Regions from separate parts of the Mus musculus genome. Here regions 2 and 3 are each linked to region 1. A link is a contact called in public Micro-C data. All regions are on one chromosome and are shown on one strand. Each heading gives the region's core, a stretch centred on a gene start, on an enhancer-like site or on the middle of the called end of the contact. The rest is flanking DNA. Distances are from core to core; before and after follow the strand shown. Region 1 holds the start of Trp53 (transformation related protein 53). Region 2 holds the start of Fgf11 (fibroblast growth factor 11). Region 3 holds the start of Polr2a (polymerase (RNA) II (DNA directed) polypeptide A).

What was found. Hi-C and Micro-C count contacts between places; a contact is called where the count stands out from the background.
Region 2: a contact with region 1 is called in a Micro-C map of embryonic stem cells, with 2.2 times the contacts expected there. The contact joins the promoter of Fgf11 here to the promoter of Trp53 in region 1. A contact is called at or near these places in 5 of 39 promoter capture datasets (the 3T3-L1 cell line, the C10 cell line, cranial neural crest and 2 more), 4 of 484 Hi-C or Micro-C datasets (the N1E-115 cell line and embryonic stem cells), 2 of 115 datasets of contacts at active chromatin or transcription factors (embryonic stem cells and memory CD8 T cells) and 3 of 9 other capture datasets (adipose tissue, liver and pancreatic islet).
Region 3: a Micro-C map of embryonic stem cells shows a contact between it and region 1, with 7 times the contacts expected there. The contact joins the promoter of Polr2a here to the promoter of Trp53 in region 1. A contact is called at or near these places in 8 of 39 promoter capture datasets (the C10 cell line, cranial neural crest, hippocampal neurons and 4 more), 13 of 484 Hi-C or Micro-C datasets (CD4 T cells, CD8 T cells, Th1 cells and 7 more), 8 of 115 datasets of contacts at active chromatin or transcription factors (the 230-238 cell line, embryonic stem cells, extraembryonic endoderm stem cells and 2 more) and 4 of 9 other capture datasets (adipose tissue, liver, macrophages and 1 more).

The regions. Positions count from the first base shown.
Region 1 is chr11:69,578,820-69,581,720 of GRCm38.p6, forward strand. It overlaps Trp53 (transformation related protein 53), which reads left to right and starts at 1,540. Exons shown (of 11, transcript NM_011640.3): 1 at 1,540-1,696. It overlaps Wrap53 (WD repeat containing, antisense to Trp53), which reads right to left and starts at 430. Exons shown (of 10, transcript NM_144824.3): 1 at 1-430. The coding sequence starts at 233.
Region 2 is chr11:69,800,749-69,803,649 of GRCm38.p6, forward strand. It overlaps Fgf11 (fibroblast growth factor 11), which reads right to left and starts at 1,532. Exons shown (of 5, transcript NM_001362623.1): 1 at 685-1,532. The coding sequence starts at 877. Tmem102 (transmembrane protein 102) reads right to left here. Exons shown (of 2, transcript NM_001033433.4): 2 at 2,847-2,901. The coding sequence ends at 2,867.
Region 3 is chr11:69,757,244-69,760,144 of GRCm38.p6, forward strand. It overlaps Polr2a (polymerase (RNA) II (DNA directed) polypeptide A), which reads right to left and starts at 1,390. Exons shown (of 29, transcript NM_001291068.1): 1 at 888-1,390. The coding sequence starts at 980. Slc35g3 (solute carrier family 35, member G3) reads right to left here. Exons shown (of 2, transcript NM_019871.2): 2 at 2,641-2,901. The coding sequence ends at 2,892.

The sequences.
Region 1 (2,901 bases), core at 290-2,789:
GTATTAAATTCTACTTCCAGAGGTACAGAGTCCCCTTGTTGAAGCTCCTGGGACACAACCAAGCTAGCCACGGGATCTGTGGCTAGCTGGGGTTGGTCATCACCACCGCATGGCGGAGGCACCGGTTCAAAGTCTGTATTTTTCTCCGCTGGGGAACCTTGGGGTACCGGAGCTGGGGCCAGGTCAGGAGGGAGGCTATCCGGAGCTAAGAGTCGCTCCTCCGACGTCTTCATTCTGTAGAGTAAGCCCCCGGAAGGCAGAGGTCGGGCAAGTCTCGCTGAGCCGGCTACCAGCTGCCGAGGCTAGAGTGCATTACCGTTCCCAGGGATGCTCAGAGACCGGAGTCCGCTTTCCTCTTCCGGAAAATGTAAGCCGAACCTAAAGCAATCACCAGGGAACGAGTGTCCAAAGCCAAGCGCCTAGGGTCGCTAGGCGCCGCCAGGGCTTCTTGCTCTCGCGGGAGTCGGGCCACCTTCCGATAGGCTCTCCGCATCCTCCTCCGATTCCGAGCGGGAAGGCGGGAAGGAACGACTTTGCCTACACCTCAAGCGCTGGAGAATTCCTAGAGGTTTCTGGGAGTTGTAGTCTGAACTCTGGGCCTTGGCGAAAACTACACGAGCGCCCCCTACCGTCCCCTGGGGGTAATTCTTAAAGCGCCTATCCTCCCTGGCCTGCAGAGGGCGCATAATTTCTACAGTTTTTGCCCCTCTTGACTATCTTGTTTTGAATCCCGTAACCTCAGGTTTCCTTTCTCCCCATCTCTCCCCCCTTCTTGTTCCTCTCTTTCCCTTTCTCCCCCGCCCTCCCTTCATTCATTCGACATTTATTATCAAGTTCTTACTGCCTAACCCAGGACTATACAAGGCATTGGGAAAAAAATAGCAATGTTTTCTAGTTCTTAATCTCCATAAAGTTTTCGTTGCTGTGCAATTAAAGGCTGTGAAAACAGTCTTTACAGAGAGTGATAAGGACTGTACAGGAAATTAAACACGGTGGTGCGATACCAAGTATCTCGGAGAACACGTTAGATTGAGATACTATGAAAAGCCTTTCTAAAGTGACATTTTAGCTAATGAGGGGAAAAAGAACTTAGGGGCCCGTGTTGGTTCATCCCTGTACTTGGAAGGCCTAAAGCAGGAAGACGGCCGCGAATTCCAGGCCAGCCTTGGCTACAAAGACTCTGTCTTAAAAATCCAAAAAGATGGCTATGACTATCTAGCTGGATAGGAAAGAGCACAGAGCTCAGAACAGTGGCGGTCCACTTACGATAAAAACTTAATTCTTTCCACTCTTTATACTTGACACAGAGGCAGGAGTCCTCCGAATCGGTTTCCACCCATTTTGCCCTCACAGCTCTATATCTTAGACGACTTTTCACAAAGCGTTCCTGCTGAGGGCAACATCTCAGGGAGAATCCTGACTCTGCAAGTCCCCGCCTCCATTTCTTGCCCTCAACCCACGGAAGGACTTGCCCTTACTTGTTATGGCGACTATCCAGCTTTGTGCCAGGAGTCTCGCGGGGGTTGCTGGGATTGGGACTTTCCCCTCCCACGTGCTCACCCTGGCTAAAGTTCTGTAGCTTCAGTTCATTGGGACCATCCTGGCTGTAGGTAGCGACTACAGTTAGGGGGCACCTAGCATTCAGGCCCTCATCCTCCTCCTTCCCAGCAGGGTGTCACGCTTCTCCGAAGACTGGGTAAGTAATTGATGAGCGTGACGAGACCTCTCGGTCACTGGCTCTCTCCGTTTGCATCCATAAAACTAGAGAAAACCGTGGGGTTTGGGGGTGGGGCAGTGGGGGGACTCAGCGCGATGGAGATGGGCGGAATGGAAGCTTGGCGGGCGGGATGAACGGGAGTGTATATGTCAGATGCTGTAGTGAGGGTAGCTGATGATGATGATGTTAGGACCGACGAGCCTCACTGTCATGCACCTGCAAAGTAGAGCATATAGGGACCACTGAGATGGCCTAAGGGGTTTTCTCTCCGCTACGCGTTGTACACACTTATCTGCCCGCTGCTAGGTGATGGAAGCTCCGGAAATAACATGCACAAAGCACCAGGATTTAAGATTTTTCGAGATTCATAGCTTAAGACTTAAGACCCCCCATAGCATCCTAATGAAACCCTGGGTTCCGTTCCTGGATGAGATCGGGGTGATCCGGGGAGCCTTAGCTGCTAAGGTCCCGCAACTTCCGGACCTTTGTCCCTGGAGTGATTTCTTTTTTTTTCCAGCCGCTTCTCGACCCTGCTAGATGAAGAAAATCCAAGAAAAGCCTGAAGCACTAGCGGTGCTAGCCAGAAGTATTTGCCCTCGGGGCCCGACTCAGCCTCTTGGTCTGAAAGGCCCGCCGGCCCTGTTATTGTTTGGCTCCTTTACGTTTCTGCCGCTTGCAGGAGCATTTCCGGTTTCTTGTTTTCGGAGCAGATCACTGCTCGCCCGGCGACGGGGGAGTAGCGAAAGGGGAGAAATGGATTCTAGGCTGGTTCTGTGGTTTGAGGAGGAAAACTGCTGTCCTCGACATCTTATTTTTCTGGATTACTTGGTTATTGCTTTTGCAAAGGAGGAGGTGTTTATTTAAAAGAGTGCGCCGATAGGTCGTTTCTTCCTGCCGGAAAAGCAAATTACCGAGTATCCGGTTTTAGGGTGAGCCATTCCCTTGCTTAACGCATTCCGCGCGTCCTGAAAGCGGAAGGGGCGGGCTTGGGCCCCGGGCGCCCGGCGGTCCTAAGTGCAGTCAGCCCGCACCATCCGGTTCTTCCCAGCGGGAGGTGGCGGGACTCTGCCTGGGCGTGGGCTATGCCTGTCCCCGCCACTTCAATTTTTAGAACAGGTCATTTCATTACAGTTTCTTATCGCGCACCAGACATCGTGCGTGCCTTTTTTTCTTTTGTAAAAATA
Region 2 (2,901 bases), core at 282-2,781, 220 kb after region 1:
TTAAGTCCCTGTGCAGGTCTTCAGCTTGAACTATGTGTGAGTTCCTACTGGCTGAGGGTCCCCGGAGCCTGTGGGACTGGATTTCCGAGTCACACAGGAGTAATGGGAGGGGGTGCCCAGCACCCTTCTCGAAGCGCAGGTCACAGAAGGAGGGCGTACGGAGGGGGCTGACTGACGAGGTAGCCTGCAAGGACACCCGGGGGAGAGCTGGAGAGATTGGCTCCTGGCCAGGCGAGCTCGACCAGGAAGAACAGAGCCAAAGCGTGGAGGGGCGGGAGAGCCGGAGCGGGGGCGGGGCAGCCAGGGCTGCAGAAACCCTCGGGGTGACCCAAGCGTCCAGAACCCCTCAAGCCCCGCCACTTCGGATGGAAAGAATCGCGAGAACCCGCACGTAGGCGAAGAACCGTGGGGGGTGGGGAGTCCTGTGCTGAAGGGGGGCTGACAGGAGCAGAGAAGCTTGGGGCGCCAGACTTCGCCCCTCAAACCTTCCCCCTGCCCTCGAAAGCAAGGAGACTCGGCATTACAGGCAAAGAGGAAGAACCTGAAGGATAGTCCCGTAAATTCTGTCGTTCTGGCCCACCTCTTCCACTTCTGGGACACCCCCCTCCTCATCGGGCTTCAATCGTCAGGGTCCCTGGCCTCAGGCAGGACTTCTGTGGGAGACCCCGCCCTAGCCACACTCACCTGGGCCGCGGTCCTGTCGCGTGGGACGCCCCCCGCACAGTCGCACCTTGGACAGCAGGATGAGGAGCTGTTTCTGGCAAAGTGACTTGGTACCGCGGGGACACACGCGCCGCTGCGCCGACACGGGCCGGCTGCCCCCGGGCTCGCGGACCTCCCGCTTCTGTCGGATCAGGCTACTGGCCAACGCCGCCATCGCGCCCCGGGAGGAGACACCCCCAAACCAGCAGGCTCCCGGAGCGCCCTGGGCTCCCCAAGAGGAGCCCTCTCACCAGGGCATGCTCAGGACCCAACCCACCGCCCCACCCACAGGATCTGAAGAGAAACCCCAGACCCCAGTACGTTCCCCAACACCACCGGCTCCCACCCTTGGGCCCTGACTAGCTCCAGCGGCTCCAGCAGCCTATGCACTCCTCAGCTGACCTCACCCATGAATTCTGTCCCCTAATGAAAGCTTTCCCCTTCCCTCCTCTCTGGCCTCTGTACCAGATAGAAGATACCTCCTCTATCCCACAGTCAAGACCCTCCTATATTTCTAAGATGTGTTCTCAATACCCCGAGGCTTCTTTCTACCCTATTTTGGGGCCGCTCCTGCCCAGCCTACTCTTACACAGGGTGTGGGTCCTAAGCTTTGTGGACATTAGCTCACCCTAGGCTGCTGTCAATGTCAAGAGGAGCCCAGCTCTGTTTTCTTTTTTCCTTTTCTATACTCTAAATGGAGTGGGTCTCCCACTTTCTTCAAATCCCCCCTCTGCCAGCAAATATGACTCAAAATTCAGGCTGTTTAGGTTCAGTGAAAAGGGGTTCCCAGGCCCCCTGGCTGGATAATGCTTTTTCTCATTGTCACCCCCATTTCTAGTACCACAGAGTCCCAGCTGCTAACACCATTCCCTCACCTTGCTACCCTCCACTCCTTTTGAAGTCACCTCCAAATCAACCCTTCTTAGTGCAGACACCAGGTGGTTGTCTGCAGGACCCTCTGTCGCCCCGAAAAAAGGAGCATCCGCCGTTTCTGTCTGTTTTCTAGTTGCCCCTTAAATTTCCCGAGGAACAACTGGCACTGCTTAGATCCCACACCCTCCAATCTAACAAGGCCCCCAAGAGAGGAGTGCACCCACGTTGTCAACACTCCTCAAACGTGAACAGGCCCTTAATAAGTCACAGCGCATCAGAGCTTCCTGCGCCAGGGCTTTCTCGTCCTCCCTGGGACTGCTATAACACCCCTTCCTTTCCCCGACGCCCCTCAACCTGTCCTGTCCTGTTGATCCGGGCGACGGGTGCCGCGAGCTCCAGCTCCAGGCTCCTCCCTCCCTGTCACCCGCAAGCGGAGGTTTCCCCCCAACGTCGGCCTAAGCGTCCCGGACCCCCAGGAAGGAGTAAGGATGTCTCTGCAGAGCGCCTCGGTTCGGCAAAGTCAGAGCACTGGGCCTGGAGGTTGGACCAGGCAGAGCGGCGGAGGCAGCGGCAGCGGCTGTGGGAAGCTGAGGCGGCGGCGGCGACAGAGGCTCCCCCTCCTCTGCGAGCCGGCCTGGGGGCGGGGCAGGGGGCGGAGACGCTGGGAGAAGCTGGGCGGGCGGAACCCTGGGGTTCCTTGGAAGCTCTAAGTGGGAACTGTCACAGAGGCAGGCGGAGTAGAGGCAAGGCCTGCAAATCTCGGGGTTCAGAGGAGAGGAGACACGGAGCCTGATATGGCGGGGCTGGGGGCAGGGGGTCGATGGAATAGCCGACAGAGAGAAAATGAAAAGGGATTCTACTGCCTGGGATGGAAGTGAGGACAGAAATGGACGAGGAGAGTTGGGGGGAAAGTGGAGAAACCGGTAGCTGTGCCATCCAGTCTGGGCTGTGATCCGGCCTTAATATCTCTGGTTTGGTATGAGCCAATTGATCAGAACTAGGTTTCCAAAAACCAGTTCCTTCCCGCATTTTGTCAGTAAATACATTCCTACTATCCCTGTCAGACTCTGAAAGAATAGGGGAGAGAGGTTCCGGGAGGCAGTACCGGGACAGAAGGGGCGCCAGCCAGATTTAGAGAACTTGGGCCTCAGGCAGGGTAGAATACTGGGGAAACCTTTTAGAAAAGGGACTTTGGACCCAAGCATACACTGTCTGTATGGAGGGAGCAGCAGTCCCCTGCATGACCCTCTCACCAAAGGAAACACTTTCCATTCCCTTAGGAGTAAAATCTTTAATGGGTCCCGCCCCCTACGCCCGCTAAACCGC
Region 3 (2,901 bases), core at 140-2,639, 180 kb after region 1:
GTCTAGAATCAGCTGTTTAATTCCACTCTCTATTCCTCTCAGGAGGAAGAAGTCCAAGTCTCCAAAAGCTATCCCTTGTCTATCCTCACCCACTTCACATCAGCTCTTTACGGAGCTTCTGTACATGCGTGTGTGTATAAGTTACTACTGTCACCTTTATAATTACCCAGTGGTTTCCTACTGAAAACAGAAATTTGGACTCTCTAGAGCGTAATTTACAATATCCCGTGCTTCTTCAGTGCACTCTCCGCACCCACTAACCCTGCCTGCCCCAACACTGGCTTTTCAGTCTCTAGAATACAAGTTTATTTCCCTCTCAGTCCCATGACACTTGTTTCCTCCACCTAAAAAAATAGCTCTGATGACTGATATTACTTGGGAATGTCACCATCCCTGGCAAGTATGTCTTCCAAACCCTGACACCATTCAATTTCAGTGACTTCTTACAGCATTTCCTCATTTTGCTTTAATCTAGGTACTTATTTTTGCTCATTTCTTTTTGTTCTTAAGCTCTCTTCTCTGTTTTTCCCATAGTGTTTTAGAAGGTAGAGTTTCTGTTATATTTATTGTGCAGCTGTGTTCCTAGTGTCTGATTACTGTCACATAGCAGGATGCTCAATATTGGTGAAAGAACTAAAACTGGGGATCCACTTCCTGTACAACTTTCAACCCTGTCTCGTTGAACCGCAGCAATGCTCAAGTATGGAAACATCTTTCTTCTCTGTCCAGTCAAGCACTCATCTCAGGCATAGCATTTCGCTTGTTTAAGTCCTGGCATAATTTAACTTTTGAAGGCTGGACCCCCGCACAACATCAGCATCACTGACCCATCTTCCCAGAGGATCATCAGCCAAAGGCATAGCAGAGAGACGGGCGGACTATCTTACCAATTCATCCGGACTCAGGACTCCGAACTGCACTCTCTTGATGGTGCGCAGCGGGCATGCGCTGTCCCCGGAGGGGGGGCCACCCCCGTGCATGGCGAGGCAGGCGCGCTGCGCAGGCGCAAACCTCGCTACAAAAAGCCTGCGCCACCGCCGCCTAAGTGCTCAGAACCCGTCCGGGCGGCCACCAGGAAAGACCTCCCGGGATAGGGAGGGAAAGGCTGGAGGAGGGAAAGGTGGGGGAGGGGGGAAGGGGGGGGGAAGGCAGAGGAACGAAAAGGGCTGAAAGAAAGCCTTTTCTCCCTTTCCGGAGATTCGTCGGCTCCCAAAAAGGAAACAAAAGAAGGGAGGAGAGGAGGAGGTTTTGGGAGGGAGGAAGAAGAAAAGGGGTAACGAATAAATAAGTAACCGGGATCCTGAACGGCAGAGGTTACGGCAGTTTGTCTCTCCCCCTTCCGGGAGCCACCTTCTTCTCCAACCGTCCCGGTCGCGCTCTCGGCGCTTCTGAGGAGAGAACTGGCTGAGTGACGCCCTTTATAGATTCGCCCTTGTGTCCCGCCCCTTCCTTTCCCGCCCTCCCTTGCGCTACGGGGCCGCCCGCACCGGCCTACACGGAGCGCGCGCGGCGGAGTTGTTGACGCTAGGGCTCCGGCTCCCTGGTTGGGTGTTCTTTCTGACGCGACAGGAGGAGGAGAATGTTCCTGGTCCTGTCGTCCTCCTTTCGGGTTTCCCGTGCACTCAAACCGAGGACTTACAGAACGGAGGATAAAGTTAGGCCATTTTTACTCAGCTTCGGAGTTCAGGCTCATTTTCAGCTAAAGTCTCTCATTAGTATCCCCCCACACACATCGGGAAAATGGTTTGTCCTACGCATCGGTAATGAAGGCGGGGCCCTTCGGGTCCTCCGGAGCGGGTTCCGGGGGTGGGGGGAAGGAGGGAGGGACGGGACGGGCCTCGTTCATGAATATTCAGTTCACCGCTGAATATGCATAAGGCAGGCAAGATGGCGCGTCCAATCAATTGGAAGTAGCCGTTATTAGTGGAGAGGCCCCAGGACGTTGGGGCACCGCCTGTGCTCTAATAGCTTTACGGAGCCCTGGCGCTCGATGTTCAGCCCAAGCTTTTCCCGAGCCCGGAGGCCTATTCTGAAAGTAGAATGGCTGCTACCCAGGAGCCGCAGATCACGCGACCGTGACAATCTGAGAAAAGCAGATTAGCGGTGGGGCAGAATAGGGATGTCTTGGGGAATTCGGGGTCAAGGAAACCCTACACCTTTCAGACGACTTCAGAAATAAGGTGGCGGCTGAGTGTTTCAAGGGAATCTCCCAAAAGAGCATGTTTCCACTCCTTTTCAAAGCAAAGCCAACTGCTCAGCCAACCACAGTGATTCATTCATGCTTGATGTCAGCGTTACATCACCGCTCGGACAGGGAGCACCACCACTGAGGAAAGCAAAATACCTTCCAAAGGAAAGGAAACACGCCCCTCCCCCAGTGCTGGCTGTTCGCCTGACAAGCTGCATTCTTCGTTCTTCATCTCCAGCGCTCTTCTCTTTCCTGCCTGTGGGATTAATCCCCTTGACCCACTACCAGGCTTCCTTAGTCCTCTGGATCTGAGACCTCGCTGCTGAGTGATGCCCTTATTCCCTGTTCCCAGCCCCAATTCCATACCCTGGTTCCTGTACATGCTCCCGGTCTCTCCTCTCCACTTAGTCCCAAGTCACCCTTGAATCCTAGGGCATCTCTCTCCACACCAGTTTTTTGCTTTAATATATATTTTTTATTTTGTGTGTAAGCACGCCACAGCGAATGTATAGAGAGAATAATCTGTAGGAGTCGGTTCTCTCCATCTACCATATAGATCAGGCTTGGTAGCATTAGCCTCTATCTGCTGAGCTATCTCACTGGTCCTCCACACCAGTTCTTTGCCAGGCATTTGTTCTCCCATGGTTTTTATTCCCATCTCTCCTATTTACCCCTGTCCCCCCTCCCCCCCTCAAGTTTGATTTCATTCCTCC